Regions from separate parts of the Mus musculus genome. Here region 1 is linked to region 2. The links are chromatin contacts, called in public Hi-C maps. All regions are on one chromosome and are shown on one strand. Each heading gives the region's core, a stretch centred on a gene start, on an enhancer-like site or on the middle of the called end of the contact. The rest is flanking DNA. Distances are from core to core; before and after follow the strand shown.

What was found. A called contact is a pair of places that touch in the nucleus more often than the background predicts.
Region 1: a contact with region 2 is called in a Hi-C map of bone marrow-derived macrophages, with 35 read pairs. The contact joins two enhancer-like sites. A contact is called at or near these places in 1 of 15 datasets of contacts at CTCF or cohesin (large pre-B cells), 15 of 484 Hi-C or Micro-C datasets (8-cell embryo, B cells, the MC3T3-E1 cell line and 8 more), 4 of 115 datasets of contacts at active chromatin or transcription factors (cardiomyocytes, embryonic basal ganglia, embryonic stem cells and 1 more) and 4 of 9 other capture datasets (adipose tissue, embryonic stem cells, liver and 1 more).

Annotation. Positions count from the first base shown.
Region 1 is chr2:91,409,945-91,415,289 of GRCm38.p6, forward strand. All of the region lies in intron 2 of 1110051M20Rik (RIKEN cDNA 1110051M20 gene), which reads right to left. Among named protein-coding and RNA genes, the nearest start is that of 1110051M20Rik, 32 kb to the right of the region's middle. Within about 2 kb of position 2,602, at least 84 of the 459 cell types and tissues checked have an H3K27ac peak or open chromatin away from gene starts, as enhancers often do. A contact at or near this core is called in bone marrow-derived macrophages, where this site is marked.
Region 2 is chr2:91,275,523-91,281,165 of GRCm38.p6, forward strand. 1110051M20Rik (RIKEN cDNA 1110051M20 gene) reads right to left here. Exons shown (of 9, transcript NM_175123.5): 8 at 3,668-3,731; 9 at 2,306-3,435. The coding sequence ends at 3,261. Arfgap2 (ADP-ribosylation factor GTPase activating protein 2) reads left to right here. Exons shown (of 16, transcript NM_023854.2): 16 at 243-1,849. The coding sequence ends at 263. Among named protein-coding and RNA genes, the nearest start is that of Arfgap2, 13 kb to the left of the region's middle. Within about 2 kb of position 3,994, at least 32 of the 459 cell types and tissues checked have an H3K27ac peak or open chromatin away from gene starts, as enhancers often do. A contact at or near this core is called in bone marrow-derived macrophages, where this site is marked.

The sequences.
Region 1 (5,345 bases), core at 1,352-3,851, 130 kb after region 2:
AAAACTGTGTCTACCTGTACTTTATAGTAAGCAGAAACTGCCCATCAGAAACATGAGAGCCCCACCAGGACTAGGGTGGATGGGCTGCTTTGCATCGCTGCTGATCCACCCAGGGCACCACTCACACTAGGAACGTTTGCCACCCCAGGCTGCAGCAGAGCCTGAACCTCCCACTAGGAAGTTACTGACACTGACAGCTTCATCCTGCTTCCGGAAGATGGATCACTGATGCAGCTGAATGGAGGGATGAGATCAGCTCAAATAGTTTCACATTTTTATAACTCTAACATTATTATATACACATAAAAAACAGGTGGGATCAAAACAATACTCAGGAGCTGCTGAGATGGCTTAGTGGTTAAAAGTACATGGCTGCTCTTTCGAGGATGCAGATCCTGTTCCCAGCAACTACTCGGAGGTCCCAAGCATCCCTACTCCAGTTCTAGGGGTCCAAAGCGATCCTCTGACAATGTCAGGCACCAAGTATGAACATGTATAAGGCAAAACACATAAAATAAAGCTAAAAGAATTAAAAACGACAATTTCAGAACAGAATCTTCACGAGGATTGGGATTCCTCCTGATTTGTTCACTGCTACATCCCTAGCATCTACAACACTGGGTAAGGTACAGGTACCTTACTCAGTGGCTGCGTGAGAAGTAGTGTCAGCAGTGATGGACCAGAGCTTATGCAACACTCATTAGACCTTAAGCTGAACAACAAGCCCTTCACATCCATTATCTAATTTAATCTTTCCTTCCAACAATTTGGTAATGAACATTTTTTTTTCGGTTTTTTTTTTTTCAAGACAGGTTCTGGCTGTCCTGGAACTCACTTTGTAGACCAGGCTGGCCTCGAACTCAGAAATCCACCTGCCTCTGCCTCACAAGTGCTGGAGTTAAAGGCGTGCGCCACCACTGCCTGGCATTGAACATATTTTTATGTATGAATCTCACTGTTTTACAGAAAAAGCTAAGCACCCTGCCCGAAACACACTGGCAGGCCCTCAAACAAAGATCAAAGTCTCTATTCTTAACCATTATGCTACTGTGCTTTCAGGCCATATTAAAAGCCCGTTTTCCCCCTATGCAAATTCTATTTGTCTTTCCCAATGAAGAAAAGCTCCCCGTGTTGTTACTTAACTGCTCTTATTTAACTATTCATTCTCCTTGTTCTCAACTCTTAGCCTACTGTCTATATAACTTAATGCTATTGCAGAAGATCTGATCACGTGCTCCCGCTGTCTGCTCCTCTGTAAACGTTATCCTCAGCCAAAGTACAGTTCTTTACAGGCAAATTCCTACTGATACATGATGCTTTGTCACAATACTTACTGTATGGCAAAGGAATGAAGAAAAACATTTAGTCAGGAAAATATGCAAGAAACAGAGTAGTTTGGGGATCAGACTTGTATGGTTTAAAATTCTAAACATCACATTGAACTAAAAAAAACCACTCTCTTTAAAAGGTGATTTTTCATCAAAATTCCCATAGTATCCCCTGGATGTTCAGGGCAATCTGGAGATAACAGTTCTTAGTTAAACCCTCTTGACAGGGCATGTGTATTACATAGTAGGTGAAGTATGAGAGTGTGCAGATAAACAATTATCCACGCATGTAAACGGCAACTTGTGTGGTGTAAATAGATTCCCCCTGTGTGGAACTGCCTGCATAATGCTCTCTCTGGGCTCTGTGGTTTCTCAGTACATTCCAACTGCTCAGAGGCTGGAGTCTGACTGCCAGCATGAGGAGCAAGGACCTCAGGAGAGAAGGTCTGCTTTCCATTACCCTGAACACAGCCCAGCCAGAGTGAAGAGCACAAACCAGAAGGCTGGACCTCAGCTCTCCCATTACACCTTGACAGTTTTTAATCTTAAGAGGCAGAGGAAGTTGAGTGTAGATGTTGAAGATGAGTGAAGAACAAAGACGAAGGGAGGGAGAGAGGGAAGGAGAAAGAGAAGGAAAGAAAAGAAAAGAGAAAAAGGAAAAAAAAAGAGGAGAAAGCTGGAGAGATGGCTCCACAATTAAGAGCACTGTCTGCTCTTCCAGAGGACCCAGGTTCAATTCCAGGACCCACATGGCAGCTCACAACTGTCTGTAACTTCAGCTCCAGAGTTCTAACACCCTCGTACAGACACAACAATGCACAGAAAAAATACAATTGAGTGCATTATCCAGTGAGACAGAAGCTCTGTTAGACAGTTATCTGAATGAGCAATCGAGTGGCTGACACTAAGTGGCTAACAGGCATGTGGCAAATCATCAGCTGTTTGGGTCTCAAAAGTACACAAAGTGTAGGGTGAGGAAGAACTATTATAAAACAGGAGGTGACCCGGGTCCTCGACCTTGAGACCACTTCAGGTTCAAAGAGGAAGAAGCCGGAGATTATTACTTTCTAAGAAATAACAAGGCAGAAGCAGCAAATGGCAGGCTAGACCAGAAACAAAGAAGCCGTTCCCATGAAAACAGAACTGTTATTGGTGGGCCTTAGGAGGCCTTCAGCCTTCATTTCCTCTTCCTGGTTTCCTAACCGCTGAGTTCCTCTTGACTTGGGAAATGGGGGGAGGTAATCATGTGTTCCTTGACAGAGGAAGCGAGACCAGTTACTACTTCTCTAACCTTTGACTCTGCATTCTCAATGAGTTAGAGGACCAGTAGGCTGTGAAATCACTTCCTGGGTCACCAGGTCAAGTGCTGCTTGCTGGACGGTTTCCTGGGATGGTGACATGAAGGGCCTGAAGAAGAAAGACTTTACACAAATGGCAGTTCTTGTATCCTCAGTGACTCCGGCTCTTTCAGCATCAAATAGATTCTGGTGACTCAACTGCCTGCCATGGCTCCTTGGAGTGTGTCTGTCCTAGCAAACCTCTCCTAATACAGAAAAGAACCAGAAATCTCTCTGCATTTCACAAATGGCAGTTTAGCAGAAGTGTCTGGGCCAGTAACAGGACAGTGCTGCTTTAACTGAAGGCAAAATCTATTCCTGGCAATTGTGAGTCTCTGAGAATCCAGTTGTTGACAATGAGAAATGGGTAATTTTCTGTTACAATGAGTCAAGTCTAGCTAAGAGCTGAACTGTGGAGAAAGGCAGGAGGGGGCTGGCTGGCAGTCACTTTTGCTTCACCACACCACATTTTGACTTAATTTAACAACAATAAGTAGAAAAAACATGGGGCAGAAATGGCCCAGGGAAGTCTTACACACATCCTTGATGCAAAGCCATGAGCTTAGAAGCCTCTGCTGTGTTTCCTGGGCCCCAGTTCTCTGTCCCTCTGCTGCCATGGGCACAGGACAAATCAAAGCAGCAGCACTTACAGGGGAGATGGTGAGTATGTCTGAACACTCTGACAACTTTAGAAACGTCTTTGCCCTGATTATTCTAGACTGTTCATAGGCCTTGGGAGTACCTACTGTATAAAAGAAGAAACAATCTGTGTTTATTATGTCATGTGTATGGTGCCCAGCGGTGCCCACAGAGGCTCAGAATGGGAGTTGGGTCCTGTTGGACTGGAGAAACAGCCAGTTGTGAGTTGTCTGTTGTGAGCTGCTATGAGGATGCAGGGACCTGGACCCAGGTCCTCTTCGAGAGCAGTGAGTGCTCACCAGCCCGTGTTCTGTATTTTTTAATCCAAGGGCTGTTTCATTAGAATTATATAGTCAGTGATTTATGAATATGTGCTACTGGGACTTTTTTCTTCTATGAGTAAATTAATAAGATTCACATTTCATGGGTTTATTCTAATTCAGGACAATAGAGAAGGAATTTGATGCTGAAACTTTTTATGATAGTAATCCAAAGAAGCATTCAACTTCTCAAATGAACTCTGATAATTACTATGCCTTAGAATGAAATTGTTGTTCCTTTCCTAAAACCTGATAGGTAAAGCCTCCCATTTCCATACTTATACTACATGAAGGACAACACAAATTATTTTTCTGACTGCTTTATTACTTTTCTTATCGAATCTGAACAAGGCATGAGGAAGGCCACTGTCTGCAGAGCCACCCTTTGTTAAGACATTAAGTCACAAGGGCATGCACTTTGGCATGTTCCCTGAGAGCCACTGCCAAGAACACAGTAGCACATAGAGTAAAACAACATGATCTTTCCATACACAGGCAGAGAAGGTAATCAAGGCAGACAAAGGAAAGGGGGACAGCCTGTGAAATATGTTCTTGTCTCCTGATGCTCTCAATGTCTTCTCCTCCAAGAGTCTTGAAGGCATCCTATAAATCATATAACCCTGGTTACCTCTTGTTATTTATCTCATTATACTTACCAGCTGTATAACCTTCAGAATGTGACTTTTATGTGTCTGAATTCCCAAATGTGTGAAATGGACTAATACTGGTATCCTACCTCATAAGTGTATGGAAATTAATGACGGTGTATGCTGAGAACAGTGTTTAGCACAAAGTGTTCACCAGACACAGCTCTTACAGCATCAACTTGTTCACACTGTGTCTGAACACAGAAGCACACGCAAGTACTCGAACACAGCTACTGAGGGGCTGTCTGTAGCGTGATGTAGCTCAGTTGGTAAAGTGTTTATCTAGCATACAGAGTAACCCTAGGCAGCACACATGCCTGTGATCCCAGAACTCAGGTGGAGGAAGGAGAATCAGAAGTTCAAGGTTGGGCTTGGTGGTTAAGACTACTTATAGCTCTTGCAGAGAACCCAAGTTCAATTCCTAGTACCCGCATGATGGCTCACTACCATCCATAACTTCAGTCCCAGGGGGATCTGATACTCTTCTCATGCAAGCATGCATGTGGGCCACAGGCATACATGCTGACAAAATACTCTTGCACATAAAATAATAAAATAAGTAAACATTTTTTAAAATAAAAGTGCAAGGTCACAGTTGGTTACATAGCGAGTTCAAGGCTAGTTTGGACTACATGAGACCAAGACCCTATTTTGGAAAAACTTAGATAAAGTGGGTATTGAAGTAAATACTGGTTTATGATTTTATCCTTAAAATAAAGCTCTATCAGGGCTGGTGAGAGAGATGGCTCAGCAGCGCAGAACACTTGTTGCTTCTGCCCGGGATCTGGATTCTCTTCCCAGTACCCACACGGTGGCTCACAAACATCTAGAATTCTTGTTCCAGGGGATCCAGTGTCCTCCTCTGACTACTGCAGGTACCAGGAACACACACAGTACACACATACATGCAGGCAAAGCATTCATACATTAAAGTAAAAATAAATCTAAAAAGGACTTTATAATTACTTCTACCAATGAAGAAGTCTATGTACTTCTCTTTGAAACCAAAGCAGTCAGCATGTAAACTGCATCGAAAATGAAAACGAACACAAAGACAAAAAGACCTCTGGCCCA
Region 2 (5,643 bases), core at 2,744-5,243:
GGGCTAAGCCTCTCCCTAAGGTGATAATGTGTCTGCACTGATTTGCCTAAGCTTGTTCCTTGTACTGCTCTCTCCTCCTCCCAGGTTCTGCCAGGCAGGACTTGCCTTTTCCTTAGTATCCAGGTGGCTTTTACCCCAGCTTCCACCACAAACTTCCAACATGGGGGTCCCCAGCCCTCTGCAGTAGCCAGCCCTCATTCTGTGGGAGGCTCTGACTTTGTGTTTTTATTCTCCCCACTCAGGATCGCTACGGTTCCTACTGATCCAGGCTCCATGGCTCAGGCCTGTGGTGACGACAGCAAGAACCCTGAGTCCCAGGCTGGAGATGCCGGTCTTGTGGGTCTGGGGAGTTGTTGACTTTGTGTGTGTGGTGTGTGAGTTGGATGACTTGGGAGGATCTTGGAGCGGGGAATGGTCGGCATCAGCCCTTGTCTTCAGCCTGTGCATCGAGTCCTTGTCCTCATCCCCTCACACTCTCCCTCCATGCTAGTGTTCTTCTCCAGTCTTGCCCCAAAGCTGCTGCTGCTTGGCCTGCTGCACTGGGAGTGAGGGGGGAGCTCCATCAGGATGGCTTTATGGATCTAATTCTTCCCCAAGGAGGGAAGGCACAAGGCTTCTGCAGGCTCTAGGATCCTTGTAGGTGGTCTGGGGGCTTGGGCGTCCATCTTCTGGAAACAGGGGAGGCCTAGCAAGAGTTGTGCTGTATCAGCCCTCAGGGAGAAGTTCTGGACTCGTCACTGCTGTTCCTGTCAGTGGCCTCTTCTGGGTTCCAGGGAAGGGTTAGGAGAAGGATCCTGGTAGCTCACCAAGAGCTAGAACTTTTGCTTGGTACCCAAAGGTTTTATTTGGGATTAGCCCGGAGGCCTGAGCACTCTTCCATTGTCACAGCTGTCCCTTGAAGGCTGACTTCTGCCTAGGTGTTTGAGAGCCTTTATCTACCATTACTGTGGGTCACAGCGCCCTCTGTCTATGCTTGAGGTCCTCTTTGTGTCCTCCTTGGCCCTATGGTGAGTCTCATCTGTGTGTCCTGCCTGGATGCTGTGAACCTGTTAGCTGAGGAAGCTAAGACTGAGAGAAAGCAGCCCTGGAGCTCAGCTTTTATCATCTGCATCATCCTGGTTTAGGGGTCCTGGACAGCACCCCATCAACCAGTGAGAGTGTGAGGGCCTGCAGCTGCAGGCTCCACCCACTGGCAGCTGGGCCACGCACTGTGTCCTCCTTGGTGCCATCTCACCTGCCACACTGGCAGTCTGGCCCAACCTCTACCTGTGGATTGCAGGTTGGGCTCCCAAACAACACAGACCACTCTTCCCTCATCCCTCCCCAGAGGGACATGACTTTCTTTCAGCACTGTTTGTATTGAAACAAAGTGGTGTCAAAATAAAGCCCCCAAGGGGCCCTGTGGGTCAGTGTCCTCTCCGTCCTGCCTCCCTGCCCAGTGTGGCCCTTCGCTCACTCTCTGGGCTCCCACCGATATGGGTTGGGCGTTGGTGCCAAAGCTGAGGGCACTGTCTCCGGGGCCTCCAGCTTGTCTCTTCCTTCAAAGCCAAAGGCCCCTGGCTCCTTGCCCCTTTGCTGCTGCGGGGTCCGGTACAGCCTCGACCTCACCACCCTGTTGCACGTGGAGGAAAGAGGTGGTGTTAGTTGGCCCTTTAGTTTGTCTGCAACCTCAGTGGTTCAGCACCTCATCACAGGAGGCAGACAGGGACCTGTTTGTCATCAGAGCTCTGTTTTTGCTTTTGTTTGAGACTGTCTCCACAGCCCAGACTGGCTTTGTACTTGAAATCCTCCTGTCTCGGCCCTGGCGCTGAATGGCAGGCATTTAGTAAAATGCCTGGCTTGGAGAAACATTTTAAAGATTCAGACTTTTTAATATATAAATACATTTTAGAAGAGTTAGAGATGCCATATATAAACCCCTTTCCTTACAGGGTCACTCTGTCCTTGGAACTCCTCAGCATACAGTTATAAGCTACTCTGGGAAATGATTAGAAAGGCAGGTACAGGAAGCCAAGTTCCAAGTGCTTTCTAGTACCTTGGAATCATCCGGGGTGTTTGAAATACATGATTTGTTTCCAACCCCAGCTTGGGATAGTAGGACTCCGGCTTGGTGATTGGCACTGTTACAAGTTTCTCTGTGGATCGGGTACACACAAGAATTTGAGAAACCTCAGATGCCTGTAGGTAGGCTTGGTACCACAGGGCTTTTGGAAGCCACTTGCAACCATCCATTGGCAGGGAAGATGCAGGAAAATTATGTGTCCAGTGAATGTTAACATCGGCCTTACTTGGAGCAGGCAGTCATGACTCCTTAGTGAATTTTATTTTGTGGAGACCTACCTCATTCAAGAAGGATGAGGCTCACCTCTGACCTTTCCAGTCTCTGCTCCAAAACCCTAGGCCTGCTTTGTGCAGATGTGCACCACTGCCTAACCTGGGGTCTGGTCTTCACAAATATCTAGTGGAGAAGGCTGTGCAGCTCTTATCTAGTTCTTGTGGCCAGGGTCTCATAGGTGGAGAACCTGACCAAACACTCGGGCCAAATTCACAACACCTGCTTTGAACGGCTGTCCTCATCTGTAGGAGGCCAGGTCCTCTGTCAGTTGAGGCAGGTGGCCATCCTGGATGGCCCCCAAGTTCCGCCTCCCATCCAGTCAGAAAAGCACCCAAGTTCCACTTTGCCTTCCCTCCCTGGAGCCTACTGGCTTTAGACTCATTGCTTACCAGACACAAGGGACTTTATTCATTTCACAGATTTGACTATTCCATACAAACTTGAAGTATATTTTGAAAGTAAAATTCTTGCCCATCCTCCCTCTTATTCCAGCTAGTGGCTGATCTCTCCAGCAGGCCAGTTGATAGGTCTTCCCAGCACATGCTCTCAGGAATCACCCTCCACCAGGAAGACCCTGCATTACTAATTCACGTTTCCCTTATAAATGCTGTTGTGAAAAATTACCCTTACTAGGAGGATCATGGACTGGCTGAGATGACAGTACTTAAAGCATAAGCAGCCCTGCCAACAGAAGACTAAAGCAGACCCTTCTCTGTGATGTATGTCAGCTCAGGGCCCAGCAGGTTGCTGAGAGCATGAGTTAGGGGATTCTGAGGATCACTGAACTGGGCTGGTCTTACTAGGGCTGTTATTAATTCACCCTTCTCTTCAGCAGAGGGTGGCACAGTGATGCTGGAGAAGTCTGGTGTGGGCAGCAAAAGCAGGGTGGGAACAAGGTACAGGCCACAGATGGGACCCTTCAGATTCAAGTCTCAGACTCATCTGTCTCTTCAGTGGAGCCATCGCTCTCTGCATCCAATTTGCGGGAGCGATGGAGGGGTTTCCACGGGGAACCAACCCGGGGAGGGGTTCGGGAAGGCAGGCAGCTGGCCTCAGAAGTGGCAGTGATGGAGTTGACCAGGCCTGGGACCTGGACCAGCCTGAGGAAGGAAAGAAGCCCAGAGGGTGATGTGATGAATCTCCTGTTCAGAGATGAGGACCTCTACTTACTCTTAGACTTGGGCAGAGCCCCAAGGACTTATGGTGCCTCTCTTCTCTCCTGGCCCCAAGCCTTTCCCTGACCAGTGTGCTGTGTCGCCTACAGTGGGGCACAGCCACATCTGACAGATTTGGCTTCCGCAAGAGGGCAGCATCTTCCCACTTGACACTTACAGCCGTTCCAGCTCTTCATCCATGGCTGGGTCGTGCATCAGGTCTCCTTTGTCTGGCAAAGCTCCTAGAAGACAGGTATTTGGGGTGAAGTCATAAAACAGTAGGAGGGCCCTTCAACCAGGAAGCAGATACTTTGCCCTTTGCCTTCATGTCTGACAACTGGTTGACCAGGGAAAGTTAGTTTATGTGGAACGAGAAATCTTGAGTACCACTTTATAGATGTAGTGAGACTCGCTATTTTCCCTTCCTCATTTGGGACAAGAGTGACAGCTAAGAAGATTACAACCAGGTGATCAATCCCCTTCCAAGACTGGAGGTGGGTCTGTGACCAGCACTGGGTGTGTCTAGTTCTTGTGACCAGTACTGGGAGTGTCTAGTTCTTGTGGCAGCACTGGGTGTCTAGTTCTTGAGGCCCCAGTGCTATGCTGGATGGTAATGGCCTAAGGTGACTCCAGGGGTAGAAAATAGCCAATTGTATGTCCCCAGGTCAGGGCTATGTTGGGGGGGGGGGGGAAGCAGTCCCACCCTGATGACTTAGACTAACATCTGTCTGGGTTGGTTCCTTAGCCATGAGGGCATAGTTTGCTGATTCTATTGGGAAGTGTATGAAGAGTCTTGAATGCTTCCCCACTTAAATTTTTTTCTTTTTGCTCTTTTACAAATTAATTAGATTCTTTTCTGTTTTCTTTTTTTGTTGGTTGCTGGGGATAAATACAATTGACATTTCTTGAGGGATTGAAATTTTCAGAGAGAAAGATTGTTGCCAGTAAATTGTTGAAAGATCAGGGCTTAATGGTAGTTTAGTCCCTAGACTGGACAGTGATGCTGGGCTTCAGAAAGACTCAAAAGTGTCCAGCACTGACTCTTCTAAGAGGCATCAGGTGATTCATCTTATAATTTTGTGGGGTGTTTCAGGAGTATCCCAGCCTTCCACAAACAGAACCAGGGTATTTCCAAGTTCCTATTTCTAACACATGCTGCCTCTGTCACTGCTTAGTCTACACACTAGCCACTAATCAGGATGTAGGAAACATTGCACAAGGCTCCTTTTTTTTTCCCTTCAGAAGGTTCTTTTCTGTTTTCCTTCCTTCCTTCCTTCCTTCCTTCCTTCCTTCCTTCCTTCCTTCCTTCCTCCCTCCCTCCCTCCCTCCCTCCCTCCCTCCCTCCCTCCCTCCCTTCCTCCCTCCCTCCCTTTTTGAAACAGTATTCTTGGCTATCCTGAAATTCTGTAGAGCAGGCTGGCCTCACAGAGATTCATAGAGATCTGCCTCCTCTGCCTCTACCTCCTGAGTGCTGGTATTAAAGGTGCCCCAACACTGCCTGAACAGGGGGGGATGCAGTTAACACGGGCTGTGATCATTGCTAGTAACCAGGCTTCTGATTGACTACTTAGCTCGCCTGTCTCCTCTAGAACTCTGGCTGAAGTGTGTATACAGAAATAAGCATAAAGGTTCCAGTACAGCTTCTGGCCAGCTGTGTGAGGCATTTAGCAGATGTTCATTAGCTGCCCTTCCCTCGATGCCATTCCCTAAACTGGCACAGAGGGGAGGCTCAGGAACCTGGATCTAATCACACAGGAGAGTCTCCCGAGCAAAGACATAATAGTAAGTGCTTAAAGCTTACTAACACAAGCCGGGCAGTGGTGGCGCATGCCTTTGATCCCAGCACTTGGGAGGCAGAGGCAGGAGGATTTCTGAGTTCAAGGCCAACCTAGTCTACAAAGTGAGTTCCAGGACAGCCAGGGCTACACAGAGAAACCCTGTTCCGGAAAACCGAAGAAAAACAAAATAAAACAAAAAAACATAAAACAAAAAAACGTACTAATAAGCCTTTAATCCCAGCACTCATTTGGAGGCAGAGGCAGGTGGCTAGCCTGGTCTACTTAGTACACTCCAGGCTACACAGAGCTACATATACAATGAGACCTTGCCTCAAAACAACAAAAATCAACAAACCTTCAGAGCAAGAGTGGCCTG